Linked DNA regions of Oryctolagus cuniculus: region 1 is linked to region 2. A link is a contact called in public Hi-C data. All regions are on one chromosome and are shown on one strand. The core of a region is the stretch at or near the end of the contact, and the rest is flanking DNA. Distances in the headings are between cores, read along the strand shown.

Evidence for each region. Hi-C and Micro-C count contacts between places; a contact is called where the count stands out from the background.
Region 1: a contact with region 2 is called in a Hi-C map of embryonic fibroblasts, with 8 times the contacts expected there. The contact joins the enhancer-like site here to the promoter of SLC25A51 in region 2. A contact is called at or near these places in 5 of 6 Hi-C or Micro-C datasets (ear pinna, embryonic fibroblasts, liver and 2 more).

The regions. Positions count from the first base shown.
Region 1 is chr1:201,068,819-201,072,676 of mOryCun1.1, reverse strand. No RefSeq gene overlaps it. Among named protein-coding and RNA genes, the nearest start is that of ALDH1B1, 22 kb to the left of the region's middle. Within about 2 kb of position 2,001, at least 1 of the 8 cell types and tissues checked has an H3K27ac peak or open chromatin away from gene starts, as enhancers often do.
Region 2 is chr1:200,722,922-200,726,602 of mOryCun1.1, reverse strand. SLC25A51 (solute carrier family 25 member 51) reads left to right here and starts at 1,419. Exons shown (of 4, transcript XM_051843849.2): 1 at 1,419-1,439.

The DNA.
Region 1 (3,858 bases), core at 752-3,251, 350 kb before region 2:
CATTTTATTATAGATGAATAATTCCTCAACAACAACAAAAGAATTAAAAAAAAGCTGCCTGTGCTTCCGTTAAGACAATCCAGAAAAACAAAACTAAAGGGACATAGGATAGGCGTGGATTGCAGGCGCTGGGGTGGAGGGAGCAGGCTGACCACAGAGAGGCCGGAGGTCCCATCTGGGGGTGACGGGGACACTGGAGGTCTTCCAAAAGCTTGGGAAACTGGAACCATACATTCACTCAGTTTCCTCACAGCCTTGTGGAAATCTATCCTGTTGTGGGGGTTGTTATGAGACTGTCTACATTGCATAGAGCCACCCATCTATCTGAAATGGGGGGCTGTGCTGGGTGGGGCCCCATACACCGACTGTCACCAAGTCCTGATGCAGTCGACCGCCATGGCTGCTTGGGTCACCCGTGGCAGCCGTTCCACAAGGACGTCTGGGTATCTCAAAGCAAGGATTTACAGGTCTGGCCTCAGTGTTCTTGTCTGCAACATGGGCATGCAGCTCCTGCCTGCAACACTGTTCTTTAATGGCTTTGGAGTTTGACAATCCTGGGTTCGACATGCCCCAGCCCTTCCCAGCCATGACTCTGGGCCTGTTACAGACCTCGCCTGGCCTTCCTACCGCAGCCACGTCGGCAGCACCTGTCTAGTGCACCACTGAGAGCAACAGGCGAGGGAGGGCGATGGAGCCCACACAGCGACACGCAGAGCACAGGCGTCCCAGCGGGACGGCCGTAAGCTCAACTCCGATCACCCCAGACCTCCGGGACACAATGCTGGGAATGGCAGTGGTGGGGGCTGAGGAAGCCCCTGGGCGTCCACGTCCTAATGCCCAGTGCCTGTGAAGGTCTCCTTGGAGGCCACAGAGGCTTTGCAGGAGGGATTGAGCAAGGGCTCTTGGGGTGGGGGAGATGGTCCTGGCGTGTTCAGGTGGCCCCGGTGGAATCCCAGAGTCCTTAGAGCAGAGAGTCACTTCTCTGGGAAGTGTGTGTGCCTGAGCCCAGAGAATGACCCTTCCCTGTGTGCCAGGACAAAGCCCTGCTGAATCTGGGAGTGAACCAGACCCTGCCTCTCCCCGGCTTGGTTTTGTTCTGCGTGGGCCATGCTTTCCACCAATGCCCACTAGAGGGTGCTGTGCACATGTGTATGGGAGACGCTGCCCAGAAGTCAGAGCCACCTGCAAACACATCAACGCTCCTGGACACAAAGACACAGCCACGCACACGTGCCCGCCTTCAGACACACGGACACACACAACCTCACAAACCATCACACAAGCATGCACACGCCTGCACATGGCCACATATATGTCCTACACACCAGCCATGTGCATGTAGATACACAATCACATGGCCACAACACACACACACACACAATGAACTTAACAACATCCATGACAGATGCATTCAGATCCACACGCACACACACACGCACACGCACACACAAACAGACATGCCTGCAATTCCATGTAGGCAGACGAACACAGCCGAGCGTACATCCACAGAGACACAAGCCTGAACACACACACACATCCACACGTAAACGCACGTGTGCCCCTGGCCTGGGCCTTTGTCACTCACTTTCCCGGAAAAGGCTGTCCCTTGAGAGATGATTGACACTGGTGTTTTCTAAGGAAAACAATGGGAACGGCTGCTCCGTGATCCTAACGGAGTGTCCACCCCAGGCTGCCCAGAGCAGCCTTTTCAGAGCAGAATGGTCCCCGTGCTCTAGCAACGCAGAAAACCCGCACCTCGGTGTTGTCAGCGCTATGTTAATATACAGAAGGCGTGGGTGCCCTGAAAACCAGCTGGAGGAATTGCAATTAAAAAAAAATCAAGATAAACCAAAAAAAAAAAAATCACATGGAGCCGAAGAATAATACACGCACACACAAGTGCTTCCCTGTCGCCAAGGGCGAGCCGGAAACCGGGGCCCGTGCCAACGGCTGTCAGCTGGCCAGGCCTGGAAGTGTGCCTTCCACAAGACAAAGGCGAGAGAGACAGCGAGGGGGAGACCAGGCCGCGTGCGAACAGCCCATGGCACCTCTGCGGGAAGTCGGCAACAGCCACCAAACCCTGCCACACGGGCCAGCGTTCAGTAGGAGGGGCCCAGGGGGCTGGGTGGCCGTGCGGGGGGCTCCCCTCTGCCACCTGCGGATCCGGTGACCCCGGTGACCGCCTGCTCCCGGGCCTCGGTCTCCCCCTGCAGGGGAACAGCAAGGAAGTCACTTGCTCCAAAATGCCACTGCCAGCCCCCACCCCCACCCCGTTGCACGTCAGAGACCCCCCAGCCTCCCCTGGCCGCGAGGGGCTCGGCTTGCTTGTGCGTTTAGCAAAGTGCCCGCTCCGCCCGCCCGTCAGCCCGTCAGCCCCATCCCTCGAACAATAGCAGTGGAAGAGAGAGAAAGCTCTCATCAGGCAGCCGGGCGCAATTATCACGTCACGCGGAATGAATGTATTTTAAAATCTTTCCTGACAAGAAAATGTTCCAAGTAGGCACCTTCAAATTAGCTGGAAAATCCAGGAAATTTGCTCTGAGGCCTTCGCTGAAGACTCTTTATGCACCCCCACTGTGCCGGAGAAATTCCTGGGAGATTATTAATTCCTTCTCAGAGTCTGACCTTGGGCCTCCTGCTGGAATGGAACCGCCCCAGCTGTCTGTCTGCGCCGCAGCCCCCCCACAGCGGCCCCACACAGCCCATGTACCCTGTGCCCACCCCAACTACCGGGGCGCACCTGCCTGTCCATTGCTCAGACAGGTGAGCACTGGTGAGCTCCACCAGGCTGAGCGTCTGCTGGAGAGGCCGAGCCCACCCGGCTCCTGCCCCTGAAGGCAGAGGCCACCCACGGGGACACGTCACCCGCAGAACGATGGCAGTAGGGGCGCATGGAGCACAATTTGAGATCCTGTGCCTGTGAGACTTCATCTCTCTGACCCTTGCGTTCCTCACCTCCAAAATGTGGGAGGAGTGGGCATTGTGGCACCGTGGATTAAGCACTGCCTGGGAAGCCTTGCATCTCACACTGGTGCCGGTTCGAGTCCCAGCTGCTCCATTTCCAATCCCGCTCCCTGCTGATGGCCTGGGAAAGCAGGGGAAGATGGCCCAAGTGCTTGGGCCCCTGCACCCGTGTGGGAGACCTGAGTGGAGTTCCTGGCTCCTGCCTGTGGCTACCCCCAGCTCCAGCTGTTAGGGCCATCTGGGAAGTGAACCATCAGGTGCAAGATCTCTCTCTCTTTCTGCCTTCCAAGTAAATAAATTAATAAATCTTTTAAAACAAGTATAATGCGGGAGAAGGCACCTCACTCTTAAAGCTGTTGTAGGAGGGAGTCTCTCAGGACAAAACTGACCCACCTGTGGTCTCTGGTCTCGGGGCCCAGGCTGGTTTCTGACCTCTTCCCCACCAGCGGTCTTGAGTGTCTGCTGCCTGTTGCAGGTGGCTACACTTCGCAGTGATTGGCAGAAGCGATTTCTCTGGCCTGATGAGAAATGGCACACATGTGGCGCTACTTGGGACGCGGGACTGTGATGCTGAGATCTGGGGAGGCCAACCGCAAACTCTTGGTGGAGAAGAGACTGATTGGGGGAATCCGTTCCCAAACGAATGTCGAACAATCTGCTTTGCAGCTTCGTGTGGCTGTGGTTTGCGCAGGAGCAGATGGCTAAGGCAGATTTCTCATGGACTCACAGAATTTCGGGGCTACAGAGGGACTCGGAGGCCAGCTAGTTCTCGCTATACAAGTGGGGAAACTGAGGTCTTCCGAGCTCTCACAGACCCTTCCTGCGCAGGGCAGTAGCATAAAGGCCTCCAGGCCCCGGGGAAGGTCGTTGGGTGAGAGGGGAAGTCTCTCGTGC
Region 2 (3,681 bases), core at 170-2,669:
AAATACGTTTATATTTGAATTCTGTTTTCCCACCAACTGTGTGAAAGGCCCTGGTCTCCAGAGGCAGGGTAGTTGCCAGATCAAAACAGTTTTGCAAATGAGCCCAGGAGAAAGGGAGGCAGTCCTGGAGGGCACAGAGCAGCCCCGGCACAGGGCACAAGTCCAGGTCCTGGGGGCGGGGGGCTCCGCAGCGTGGGCCAGTGAGGTCAGCAGTGACGAGGGGCCTCCGCTGGAGCCGAGCACCCGAGGGCCAACAGGACGTGATCAGGAAGCAAGCAGGCCTCCCAGCACAGAGGACAGACTGTGCAGCGTGCGGGGGCGTGCGCCAAAGCGTGCAAGCAAGCTCACGAAAGGAAACCCACAGCCACAGCCACAGCACAGCAGCAGTGCTGGCCCGGGAGGGAACCGGGGGTGTGACGCAGAAATGCGTAGGGGATTGCGGAGGCCCGGGAAGGGCGAGCCAGAGAGAGGGCACTGACCCCTCGTTGGGGTGACCACGGGTGACCTCTCCCTGGCAGAGCCATCTCGCAGTAGCTGAGGTTGCCTGGCAGCGTGCACACGGCTGTTCTCGTGGGCGTTAAAGGCCCGTGGAGGCTGAGGGCGCCAGATAACTTTCTAGAAAGCTTTGTGGGCGGTGGGGAGCAGAGAGTGCCTGCACAAACAGACCTTAAGACGCCCACCTCAGTTCAGTCCCCACCCAGCTCCCAATCCCAGCTTCCCGCTAGTGCTCTTTCCGGGAGGGTTCCCGCCCCCCAGGGAGGAAGACCTGGGCTGAGCTCCGGTTCCTGGCTCAGACTGCGAGCGCCTCGGCCATGGCCAGCCTTTGAGGAGCGACCAGCCAGATGGGAACCTGTTCTCCCCGCCTCCCCGAGAATCCACAGCCCTGCTTTCAACAGCGCTGCACTGCACAGCCGTTCCATTTAAGCAAACATCTCCCAGGGACCTCTTTTCGGGGGCAAGCCCTGAATTGGAGAGCCAGGGAGCGGTCAGACAGCACCCCCTTCCGGGAGCAGCCAGTGGGAAAGACACCTTCCTGAGCGATTATAACATAAGGCAGGCTGTCGGGAGAGCCGCACAAGTCGTGCCGCCGGAAGGCGGAGACAAGAGCGGCCAATTTTGCCGGCGGAGATCAGGGAAGACTTCTAGGAGGACGTAGCAGTAGGACCAGGAAAGCGAAGACTGGATGGGAAAGGGGAAAACAGAATTAAGGAATACAAAGATGTGCAAAACATTGGGAGACTGCTCCGGGCTGCTGGACGGGCTGGCAGGGGAACAGCGACACAGGGCAGCGAGCCAAGCGGAGGGTTGTCGAGCTGGGGAGCGACAGGTGCACACGTGGCCCGGAGGATGTGACCTGCCGCCTGCCGGCCTATTTATGTTTCAGACAATGCCTGTGACTGGGGATTCGCACGAGACAGGCAAACACGCTCTTCAGAATGGTAAATGCCCTCTCCTCCGCTGTGTGGCCCTGGCGTCGTCTTGTAGAGGACACACTCTCTCCCTTGAGCACTAATTAGGCGCCAGGTGTCTGCCTCGGACAGTCCAAATTCCCAAAATCCACCCAGCCACCTGCCCTCCACCTGCTCGGGCGGGGGCTTCCTCTGCGTGCTCCTCCTCCTCCTCTTTGAAGCCACCTCTACTTTTCTCCCAAGTGGAAAAGCCCCTCGTGCTTCTGGGTTTTCTGTCTGGGGTCTTCGGAGCCTCCACGGGACCGGGACTGCGCCTGGCCCTCGGTAGGTCCCTTGGTAGCGTGCGCTGGCCGGGATTCAGGCTGTCTGGGCAGCCCCCCGGGCGGAACGCTCCTGGGGGAGGCGGCAGCCCCCAAGCCGTTCCCGGCAGGGGAAGTTACCCCCCGGGCCTGGTCTCAATCCGGTGAGCTTCCTGCATGGCTGCCCACAGCTGCTGCGCGCATTCCGGTTTGCAAACGACACGGAGAGCCACTGAGCAGGGCTAGGGGACACGGGCCACGCATGGATGTAGAGCTCGGGGACCGGTAGCCTGCCCACAGCCACTCCTGGAAGCGTCAGGACTGGGGCTCTGACCCAGGCTTCCTAATGCCAGGTGCACTGCTCCTTCCAACACCGCGCGAGTTGCCTCAAGTTCAAAGGGAAAAGGGTTTAGAAGGGATCGGTGTGTCCTAGGGCGCGCGTAGCCAAAGGTCCGGGATCCCCGAGCCCAGACCCCAGACACCTCGGAGGAGCCAACCCGGGCATTCTGCGGCGGTCGGCGCACGCGCCGCGACTCCGCGGGCAGGGCGCTAGAGAACGCGCTAGCTGTTTCTGGCACGCTGAGGCCACCGTACGGCATCCAGGATCCCGTGTGGTAGTTAGCGGGCCCCCGGAGCCTGACGCTGCGACCCTCTACCTGGCCCGGTGCAGTAGACAGCGACCCGAGGAGGCCTGCGTCTTCCTGCCACCCGCGGGCTCCGGGAGGCGGCGGGGGGCGGCGTTTGTCACGTGACCCGAAGGGCGCCGAGCGCGCCCCGCCCCACTGCCGGGGGGGGGTGGCTGAGGTCTGCGCATGCGCGCGTGCGGCAGGCTCGCCGGCTCGCTCGCGGTCCTGCGGGCGGGCGGCTGCGGGGCTTGGGGCCTGAGCGCCTGCGGCGATGGGTGAGTGCGGGGCCGAGCGTGAGGAAGCGCGGAGCTCCCCTCGGCCTCCGGGGGCAAGGCGAGGGCGGCCGCCCTCCGAGGCGGCCAGCGGGTCCTCCGCGCGCGCGCTGCGCCCCAGCGGCTCCCCAGGCCCGGCGGCTGCAGGCCCCGCCCGGGTCGGCGCGCGCGGGCTGGCCTGTGGGCCTCCGGGATGCAGGGCGGCGTCTCCGGCGGAGGAGGCTGAGCGTTCTTTGGGGCGCGCCCCGAGAACCGTCCGGGCGCGCCCCGAGAACCGCCCGGGCGGGGAGGGGCAGGCTCCTCGCGGAGTCCGCCTGCCCGGGCGTCCGGCCTGCGTCCCCGGGGACTCCTGGCTCCGGACCGTCGGAGACCGAAGGGGCGTTGGTGCTAGGGATCGGCTGCGACCTGCTGCCGCCTTGTCACCGACCGGGGAAGAGACGCCCCGAGAACGCGGGCTGTGCAGGGCTTTCCGGGGCGAGCGTGGCGGCGCACCAGCTGTGTGTACGCTCTGCCCAGCGGGTCTTCAGGCCCACCCGTGTCCCGCCTCTCTGTCGTCCGGGAAAGCCCGGGAAAGAGGGTGGTTCCCTCGCCAGGTCGAGCCTTCTTCGCGCTTGCTTTGTCCCGGAGCCGTTCCGGATCCCGCGTAGGCGCCTCGGAAATCCCTCGCGCATCACAAGGGAAATTAACCGCTGTTTACCTCGGAGAGGCGCTGATTCACCTGCTGCGGACGTGAGCTCCGAGTAGTGGACTTTGTGTTTGTGGCGGCAGAGACGTGGGGTCGCTAGGACTCGAACCCGGGCCGGGCTCGCTCTGAATGCTGACTGTTGCGGATTCGCATCCTTGGAGACGTGCGGTCACCCTCCACCTAGTTTTTGCAGTAAGACCTTTGCGCCGGGGTCACATCTGGAGCGTGCAAGTCCGTGTGGGTTGTAAATCACAGCGAGTATTTTGAACTTTATACCTTCTTCTGCCGCGCAAGTTTGACACCAGCGGTCACTTGAAAGTCAGCTTTGCCTCCTTATGTCGAGGTCCGGTGTCTTAGGTAGCCAGCAAGGGTAAAGTTACAGAGATTAAT